2 separate regions of the Oryza sativa genome follow, and region 2 is linked to region 1. The links are chromatin contacts, called in public HiCAR-type maps. All regions are on one chromosome and are shown on one strand. Each heading gives the region's core, a stretch centred on a gene start, on an enhancer-like site or on the middle of the called end of the contact. The rest is flanking DNA. Distances are from core to core; before and after follow the strand shown.

The links. HiCAR-type assays count read pairs that join an accessible place to other places.
Region 2: a HiCAR-type map of leaf shows a contact between it and region 1, with 2.0 times the contacts expected there. The contact joins the promoter of LOC4338413 here to the promoter of LOC4338400 in region 1.

Annotation. Positions count from the first base shown.
Region 1 is chr5:14,828,246-14,832,526 of ASM3414082v1, reverse strand. LOC4338400 (wall-associated receptor kinase-like 20) reads right to left here and starts at 2,781. Exons shown (of 3, transcript XM_015781942.3): 1 at 1,882-2,781; 2 at 1,753-1,794. The coding sequence starts at 2,728.
Region 2 is chr5:15,070,339-15,074,489 of ASM3414082v1, reverse strand. LOC4338413 (transcription factor WRKY45-1-like) reads right to left here and starts at 2,759. Exons shown (of 3, transcript XM_015782108.3): 1 at 2,338-2,759; 2 at 1,640-1,744; 3 at 612-1,538. The coding sequence starts at 2,645. The coding sequence ends at 971.

The sequences.
Region 1 (4,281 bases), core at 1,532-4,031:
ATAACACACACACACATATATATATATATATAAAAGAGAAAAATTGCATGCTTGAATTTTTTATAGATAATACATAGTATATTATGTAAAATAAAAATAAATTATGTACTAGCAAGTGTATACGATAGCAATTGCTTAAGTTTCATGTGCACATATTGAAATAATGGGAAGTACATATGTAATGTTGTTTATTTATATTGGCTTTCTCTTTTCTAGTGTATAGTTGTATACAAATTAAGGGCAAAAAGGATATTTTCTAATAGGAATATTGACTGGAAATAGCCATATGGCATATTAAGTGGACCCAAGGATGATTTCAAGCCAAAACAAATATTTAGAGGAGCTATATGGACAAAATAAAACGTGAAAGACCAAATTAAACCTTCGGTGAAACTTGAGGGACTAAATTAGCTATTCACCCTATATTTAACCAGCTAGATGAAAATTACATGTGTGTTGCTGCTGTTACCGTGGGATAGAAGGTTACATCTACCGAATTCACAATGGTTAAAATGAGTTGTGTGGTGTGTTGATTTTCATTGTAGCGATTAGCGAACATGGTTTGATTTGATATATTTTATATGTTTTGGAACTTTGATCAATCGATTATCCCAAATCTAGAAAAAATTAATTAAGTTGATGTGGCACCATGAGACAGGATAGACAATTTTCATATATAAACTATCCAAGATGTGGCCTCCATGAATTATTTATTAAGTATTGTTTTCAAAGAAAAATCTTGGTACATCCATTTAATGGTTGGGCTCCACGAAGGAGTTAAATTGTTTCGCGTGGAGAATTCGTACAAACTCCAAAGCGAGCTAAATCGTGCAGCAACTCATTCCAAATTTCCAACCGTTGAACTTCCTTGGTTCGTCCGTGTTGTAAAGCTGACAATGCTAGCTCTCTGGATGGAGTTAAGTAGATTTACACTTGCTCTGGTATGGTCAATGCTTTTCTCCGGATGTAAGCCGCCGCAAGTTGACCATTGGCGCAAGGGAGTATGGGACCCAGCATGATACTGATGTAAACCTACTTTCAGTTGATCTCTCATTTATATTCAATCCAGATCATTGACCTCAATTTTATTTTATCAGCCCGGATTACTTATTGTATACCGAATAAAAATGACTAAGTGCCTTGACCATGCTCCTGATATGTATTCGATGCTTGGATTATTTCTTATTCATAATCAGATAACTATAATACTACGACCCCCTCTATCTACAAATATAAGCATTCCAAATATTTTTTTAAAAATTCAGTATTATAAACATTCCAATCAATTAAAATTTATTCACAAATGTAAAGATTTTAAAATAATATGTGTCCCATCAATCATTTATCTCTCGTTTAAATTTATTTTCGTCTTATCCCCAACGACCACACTTCTACCCCTATCCATACCTCATTCTTTCCTTCTTAATTTTACTCCATGCTAAGAGAAATTTTCATATTTGTGCACGGAGCGAGTAACTACTCGCAGTAACAACTAACAAAAGGGTAATAGCGGCCTACTTAATCACTGAGTTTTCACCAAAGCAACGAATAACGACTCCACAATTCGATCTCTCTCCGTTAAAACCAAGCAAGCGGCTAGTCGCCCGCCTTGCAAATTGAAGTCGTAACTAGATAGTAGGCGTCAAGCATGCATCCCGATCGAGAACAGAGGTCCTAATTAATTTCCCAGGATGACAGTAATAAGAAATTAAGACGCTAGCTAGCGCTGAAGGAAGGAAGCAATATAATTACCAGCAATGAGAGGCGCATGGTTGGATCCGCTATCCGTGAGATCTGCATCAAAATTAACAGCCATAAAAAAAAATTAGAGGCGCCTCACAGCCGAGCTGTCAGCCGTCGAAGCAAAAAAATTAAACGTACTCTGCTGCTGGCACGCGCCAGCGATGGGATTCCAGACGAGCCCGGACACGCACAGGCAGCGCCGGACCGTGCCCGCGCCTCCGGTTGCCGACGGGTCGTCGGCGCAGGTGGCGGCGGCGCCGTCCTCGCAGTCGGCCTGCGTGCGGCACAGCGGCTCCCTCGGCGTCGCCCACTGCAGCTCCAGCCCGAGGCGGCTGCCCCACGTCGCCGGCGGCTGCGACGGGTCGAGCCCCACGAAGCTCCGGTACGCGCTGCACGACTGCGGGCCCAGCCGGATGCGGTACGACGTCGACGAGCCCCCCGCCACGAACGTGCAGCACAGCGGCAGCGGCGCGCACGCCGACGCCGTCGACCCCGCGGCGCCCGCGTAGGCGTGGCAGAGCGAGTTGGAGGAGCAGTTGAGCGGCGACCGCAGCAGCAGCTCCGTGCAGTTGAGCAGCATGACGGTGTTGGACGAGCTGACGTTGAACGGCCGCGATGGGTCCAGCTGCACGCCGCGGGACGCCGCCGCGCCCACCGACACGCACGCGCCCGGCGACACGAACGGCGCCGGCGACACCACCAGGCGCTGCGACGCCGGGGAGATGGAGGTGATCGGGTACGACGTGCCGTTGAGCGCGTCGAACAGGAGCGTGGGCGCCGTGCCCCCCGCCGCCGCCGCCGCGCACCGGACCTTGTACTCCGGGTCGCCGCACCCGTCCGCCGTGCTCAGCGGGTACGGCACCTCCGTCGAGCCGCACGGCGGGCACACTCGCGCGTGACCGCCCGGAAGAAGCAGCGCCATGGCGACGGCTACCTCCAAGAAGAAGAGGAGGAGGGCACGGCGCGACAAGCTCGAGCTCGCCATTGCTCCTCCCTGGCTTAGGCTCCTAGTTACAAAGCTAACTAGTGGTAATCCTCGCTCTTGTCATCGAGGAGTATGGTTTTAAGGTGGTCCGCGACATCTGCCGTCCGTTGCTTGCATTCTACCAAAATGTTTGACTCGCTTAATTTGTAGGCGCCGCCTTCTAATTTACGATTTTTTTTTCCTTTTTTTATAATAAAAACTTGTCAGTACAAGAATCTCGAGATGAGAAATTGTCAGTACTCGATGCTTTGGAGAGATTATAAGTTGAAATTTTGGTTGTGTTTAGTTTCTTCTAAAGTTGGAAGTTTGGGTTGAAATTGTTACAATGTGACTGAAAACGACAGGTTGATGTGATGAAAAAAATTAGAAGTTTGGATTCAAAGTTTGGATCCAAACACTTGGGCTGATTAATCAGTAGTATAGGGTATACTCGATTAACCTGCTGCTAAAATATGAGTACGCGCTAAGGGGCCAGGAAGATGAGTTGGTCAAAGCTATTGCGTATTTGCGCATCATACTCTTATTCATAGTCGTAGTACTCTTGGTCAGGGCCATCCTCTGACTTCTAGTTGACTATTGCGTCCATGCGGGCGTGGCGGGTTTGATCCGGATCCCATTCTCCTGCAGGAAAAGCGGCTGGTCCAGTGATACCAATACATGAGTCAAGTCAGCGGGAAAAAAAATAAATCAAAATTTCTCAATTCTTGTTAGTTTATTTGCCGGATTATTTGCTTCACGACTAAAGAATATATTTCCTTAAAATACATTCTTCTAGTATTTATTAAGTTTATTATCAAAATATTTAATTTATCGCTATAATCAGGCAAATGTTGTGTACAATCCACACAATAATGAGCATGTTCAGCTTAGATTATTGGTGCAGCGGTTGCAGTTACACCTACAGTACAGCTATTGTATAAGAAACACGGCAACTAGTCTATTACAAGAGATATACTCCCTCCGTCCCAAAATAAGTGCAGTTTTGCACTATTCACGTTCAACGTTTGACCGTTCGTCTTATTTGAAAATTTTTTATAATTAGTATTTTCATTACTATTAAATGATAAAACATGAATAGTACTTTATGTGTGACTAAATATTTTCAAATTTTTCATAAATTTTTCAAATAAGACGGACGGTCAAACGTTGGGAACGAATATCCACGGCTGCACTTATTTTGGGACGGAGGTAGTAGCTGTACAACTGTAGTCAAGGGGCTACTGAACAGGCCCAATCTGCTTCAAACTAAGGCCTCTTCCTATAGAGCTAATTCTTTCTTCCTATATAGTTGGTACCCACTAGACTATAAAGCTTGCACCACATTGCGCCACGTCATCCTTTTCTCTTGAGCCATTGGATTATTTGCAGGTCTCCGGATGGACGTTAGATCGACATTCAACAATATTGGGCCAGGCCAGACCAGCCCATCCTACTCAGCCTCTGTTACGTGAAACGTTTTTCCGTTGGCCCAGCCCATAACGATGCCACAGCCACGACTCATCGCCTTCTATTAACTGCGCCATGTTCTGTTTTCTCTTTGAAGTAAATCAGTG
Region 2 (4,151 bases), core at 1,510-4,009, 240 kb before region 1:
AATTTTCTCCCAAAAATTTAACAGATGTAATTATAGTATAATCGTAGTGTAATTACACTGTAACTTGCATGTAATTACACTGTAACTATAGTGTAACTTGTATATAACTTTCAAAAATCTCTCTGTAATATGTTATTTCGGTAAAATAGAGGTTGTGGGAACAAATTCTTACACATGTGTGTGCTGTGATTTTTTTTCTCCCTCACCAAAACAAATCTTGTAATAGATTTAACGATTCAAAATTACGTGAAACTTTTATACAAGTTACACTGTAGTTACATGCAAGTTACAGTGTAATTACACTATAATTGTATTATAATTATATCTGTCAAATTTTTAGAACAAAATTTGTCGCCAAATGTATAAGTGGTCCCTTTGGGATACAATGATTAGAGCTTGCAGGTACTTGAGCTCTCTGGGGAGTAGCTTGGCCTACTTCATCCAGAAATCGATCCATTGTGGAGGCCGATGTTATCTGGGCCCATATGACTGCGGACACGTGCGAGCCACAGCGTTGTATGATTGGCCTGACGGAAAGAACGGCATGTACAGTAAAGTCGTAGCCAAATGGCGAATCTTTCTACAGTTATGGCACAACATTTAGCAGAGGATTAGGCACGTGAAGCTATATGTTTTTTTTTTTCGAAAGCGGAAGAACAGGATTACATTGTACCCAAATCCTCTTCTCTTGCTTGTCACACAAAAAAGGTTAAGACCCCCAGCTCATAATCAAGAACCACATTACTACGTACTAATCGTGTTGTTACTTGCTAGCATGTCTGCAGCTTAAAGCTGAGACGACACATCAACAAGGAATTTACAAACTAATCTAGCCAGGCTAATTAGGAGTATCTTTGCAAGTTCCAAATTAAGATCCGCGCTGCCGCTAATTATTTCTGTACACACGCGTGGAATCCATCTTCTTTCGATCGTTTTACCCGGCCCGTGTCCATCCATGATTCTTCGGTGATCAAAAGCTCAAACCCATAATGTCGTCCAGATCGAAGACAACCTCGTCGTTCTTGAAGAACTCCATGCCGGCGACGGCGTCGTAGCTCCAGTGCAGGGAGGACGTGACATCGCCCTGGTCCGGCCCGAAGGGACCCGCGACTCCGCCGCCGCCGCCGCCGCCGCGCGCCGCGGAGCTGCCGGGCGTGAGGCTGCTCAGCACCTCCTCCTGGTCGGACGAGCCGACGCCGCCCTCCACCTTGAGCGGCTGCAGCAGCGGGCCCGGCGCGGTGACCGTGGTGATCGTGCTGGTCGTCGGCGCCGCGGCAGCGTCTACTGGCGCCGCCGGCGCGGCGACGAAGCTGATGAGGCGGGACCCCGCTTGGAGGCCGCCGCAGCCGTCGTCGTTGTCGCCGGCGGCGACCTGGTGGATGACGTGCGCCGCGATGATGGGGGCGGTGGCCGGGTCCCGGCAGGTGTGCTCGCCGATGTAGGTGACCCTGTAGCTCGCCGGGTCGTCGTCGCAGCGCTGCACCTGCCGCTGCGCCGTGCACAGCTGGTCGTACTTGTGCGTGCACCGGAAGTAGGCCCTGTACACGTAGCATACCCCAAACAACTCCTCGTCAGCGCGCAACGCATCCAACTGTACAGTCTCGAACACATTGTTTTTTGTCGGGACAAGTCTACTCACTTTGGGTGCTTGGAGTTTTGGATCTCCTTCTGCCCGTACTTGCGCCATGCCTGGCCGTCGTCGAGGTTCTTGACGACCACCGAATTCCCGGACGATTGCTGCGTCCTGCAATACGTACACACAAATCTTAGTACATTAAGGTATCGTTCGTTTAGGGGTGATAGGGAAGGTATCGTTCGTTTAGGGGTGATAGGGGAGATTGGCTCTCGTTTTCCGCGCGCACGCTTTTCAAACTATTAAACGGTACGTTTTTTGCAAAAAATTTCTATAGGAAAGTTGCTTTAAAAAATCATATTAATCTATTTTTAAAATTTAAAATAGTTAATACTCAATTAATCATGAGCTAATGGCTCACCTCGTTTTACGTATCTTCCCAATCTCCTCAATCCCCTTCTCAAACACTCCCAGGCTGTGTTTGAGGAGAAGGAAATAGAGAAGATTGGGAATATACGCAAAACGAGGTGAACCATTAGCGCATGATTTTATGATTTTGAAACTTCAAAAATGGATTAATATGATTTTTTAAAGCAACTTTCCTATAGAAAATTTATACGAAAAACGCACCGTATAGTAGTTTGAAAAGCGTGCGCGCGGAAAACGAGGGACAATCCCCCCTATCTTCCCTGAAAGAACGCAGCTAATTACACACAGATGATGCTATGCTTTGTGATGAGCTATGCTCTGGCCTTCGTTCTCACCTCCTGCGGCAGTTGGCCTTCCGGTCGGCGGCGGGGGCTTTCCTCTTCCCGCCGGCGCTGGCCCCGCCCCCGCAGGTGACCTCGCTCTGCACCTCCGACCCTTCTCCTCCGGCGGCGGAGACCGCCGCCTTGTCGAGCGCCCGCATCGCCCGGGAGAAGGTGTGGAGAATCTGGTCGACGAAGCGGCCGGCCTCCGGCGAGTCGCGGAGGAGCCCCTGCAGCTGCGCCGCCAGCTCCTTCCCCTTCTCCATGTCCTCCATCACCTGCGCGTACGCCGGCGCCGGCGCCGGCGACATCGATGACGTCATCCTCAATCCAAGCAAGCAAGCGCACACCCAGTGACTGACACTACACTGCCGCTGCCGCGCACTCTCGCACTCTCTCTTCCTCGCAGCTCAGCTGGTGATGGAGCTCAAAGCAGCAGGAGGCTTGGGGTGGAGGCAGGTCGGTATTTATGGCTACTCTGCTCACCTGGAGCGGATTGATCCGTCTCCATTTCTGTAGCCGAAGGAGATGATGCGTAGGCGCGGTCTACCGTCGATGACGCGTACCGTGTCAATGCCAGGTGGGACCGTGCGGCTACGCCCAGTGAGCGGCTCACGAGGGGTTTCCATGGACTGGGGCGCTCGCTGCGTGGGCGATGGGAAAAAGGGACGCGGCTCGGCACCACGCGAGAACCATAGACCCGGTTCACCGAATTGTGGCGGCCCACGCGGTGACTCGCGGTGAACGGCGCAGTTGAACCTCATGAACCGAGCGTACCCAATCCCCCATGCCGGTGTGAATGCACGAGGTGAGTGGGCCAGCGGGGGGGGGGGGGGGGCGGGGGCTTCACACCCGGCCCACGCCACAGTGGACGTAGCCCACCGCGGAAACCACGGGAGAGATCACACGGACATGTGGGCCAGTCCTGGAGGGGGTGGCCCGGCGCTCAGTGGACCGCGGTACGAGGAATTCGGGGGAGTTTTGGTGGTGGGGGCCACGAGAGATTATTTTAAAAAAATAAAAAAACTTGAGTTGCAAGTTCCTTCGTTGGGTGGGCATGTGGGAGTACGGGCAAGGGGGGAAGCATCGCCGAAGGAGAGGGGGGACGAGGGGACGACAACCGGATGACGTCACGGGGGCGACGTCAGCGAGGTGATCGATGCCGGGTTGGGGGGCAAATGAGGATGAGGAGGTGGTGGTGTGGTGGTGTGCGTCCGCGTCATTTGTGGAAATTTTTATGCAGCCGGATGGGTTGGACGGCGGAGGGAGGGGAGGGAATCGTTTGATCGGATTCCCTGGTGGAACGTGCGTGTGTGACAACCAACAGTTGAGAAATCATTGGAGTAGAAAACTGGTACTATAAAATTTAAACTTCGGAATCAGATGGCCTTTGCCTCCTTGATGTCCTCCTAAGGGCTTTTACAGTGGGCAGAGATGTAAGTTCAGCCTTAACAAAGCCGGGTCGGACATTCCATGCCATGTCTGCTGTTCTTGTTGTCCCCATGAAGATCGTGGAGCCAAGTTAAACCACAAGTTCTTTGTCAAATTTTAAAGGACTGGCCCACGCTCGTGCCCTGTGCCGCTAGAGAAGGGAGAGGGAGAAGAACTCGTCGGCCATGGGAGGGTGACCAGGCGCCGTGCTTGTGGAGCTCTTGGGTTGTGCCGGCGACGGCGATAGCTACGGACAAAGAGGGGCGCGAGCTTGACGGGGTGGCGGTGTCCACTACCCATCCGCCGCAACAGCTCGGCGGCGGCCGCCTTGAGCCCTCGGCCTATCTATAGCTCGTGGTCACCGTCTTGTGGATCTAGTTGTCACTGTTGAGTGGTGA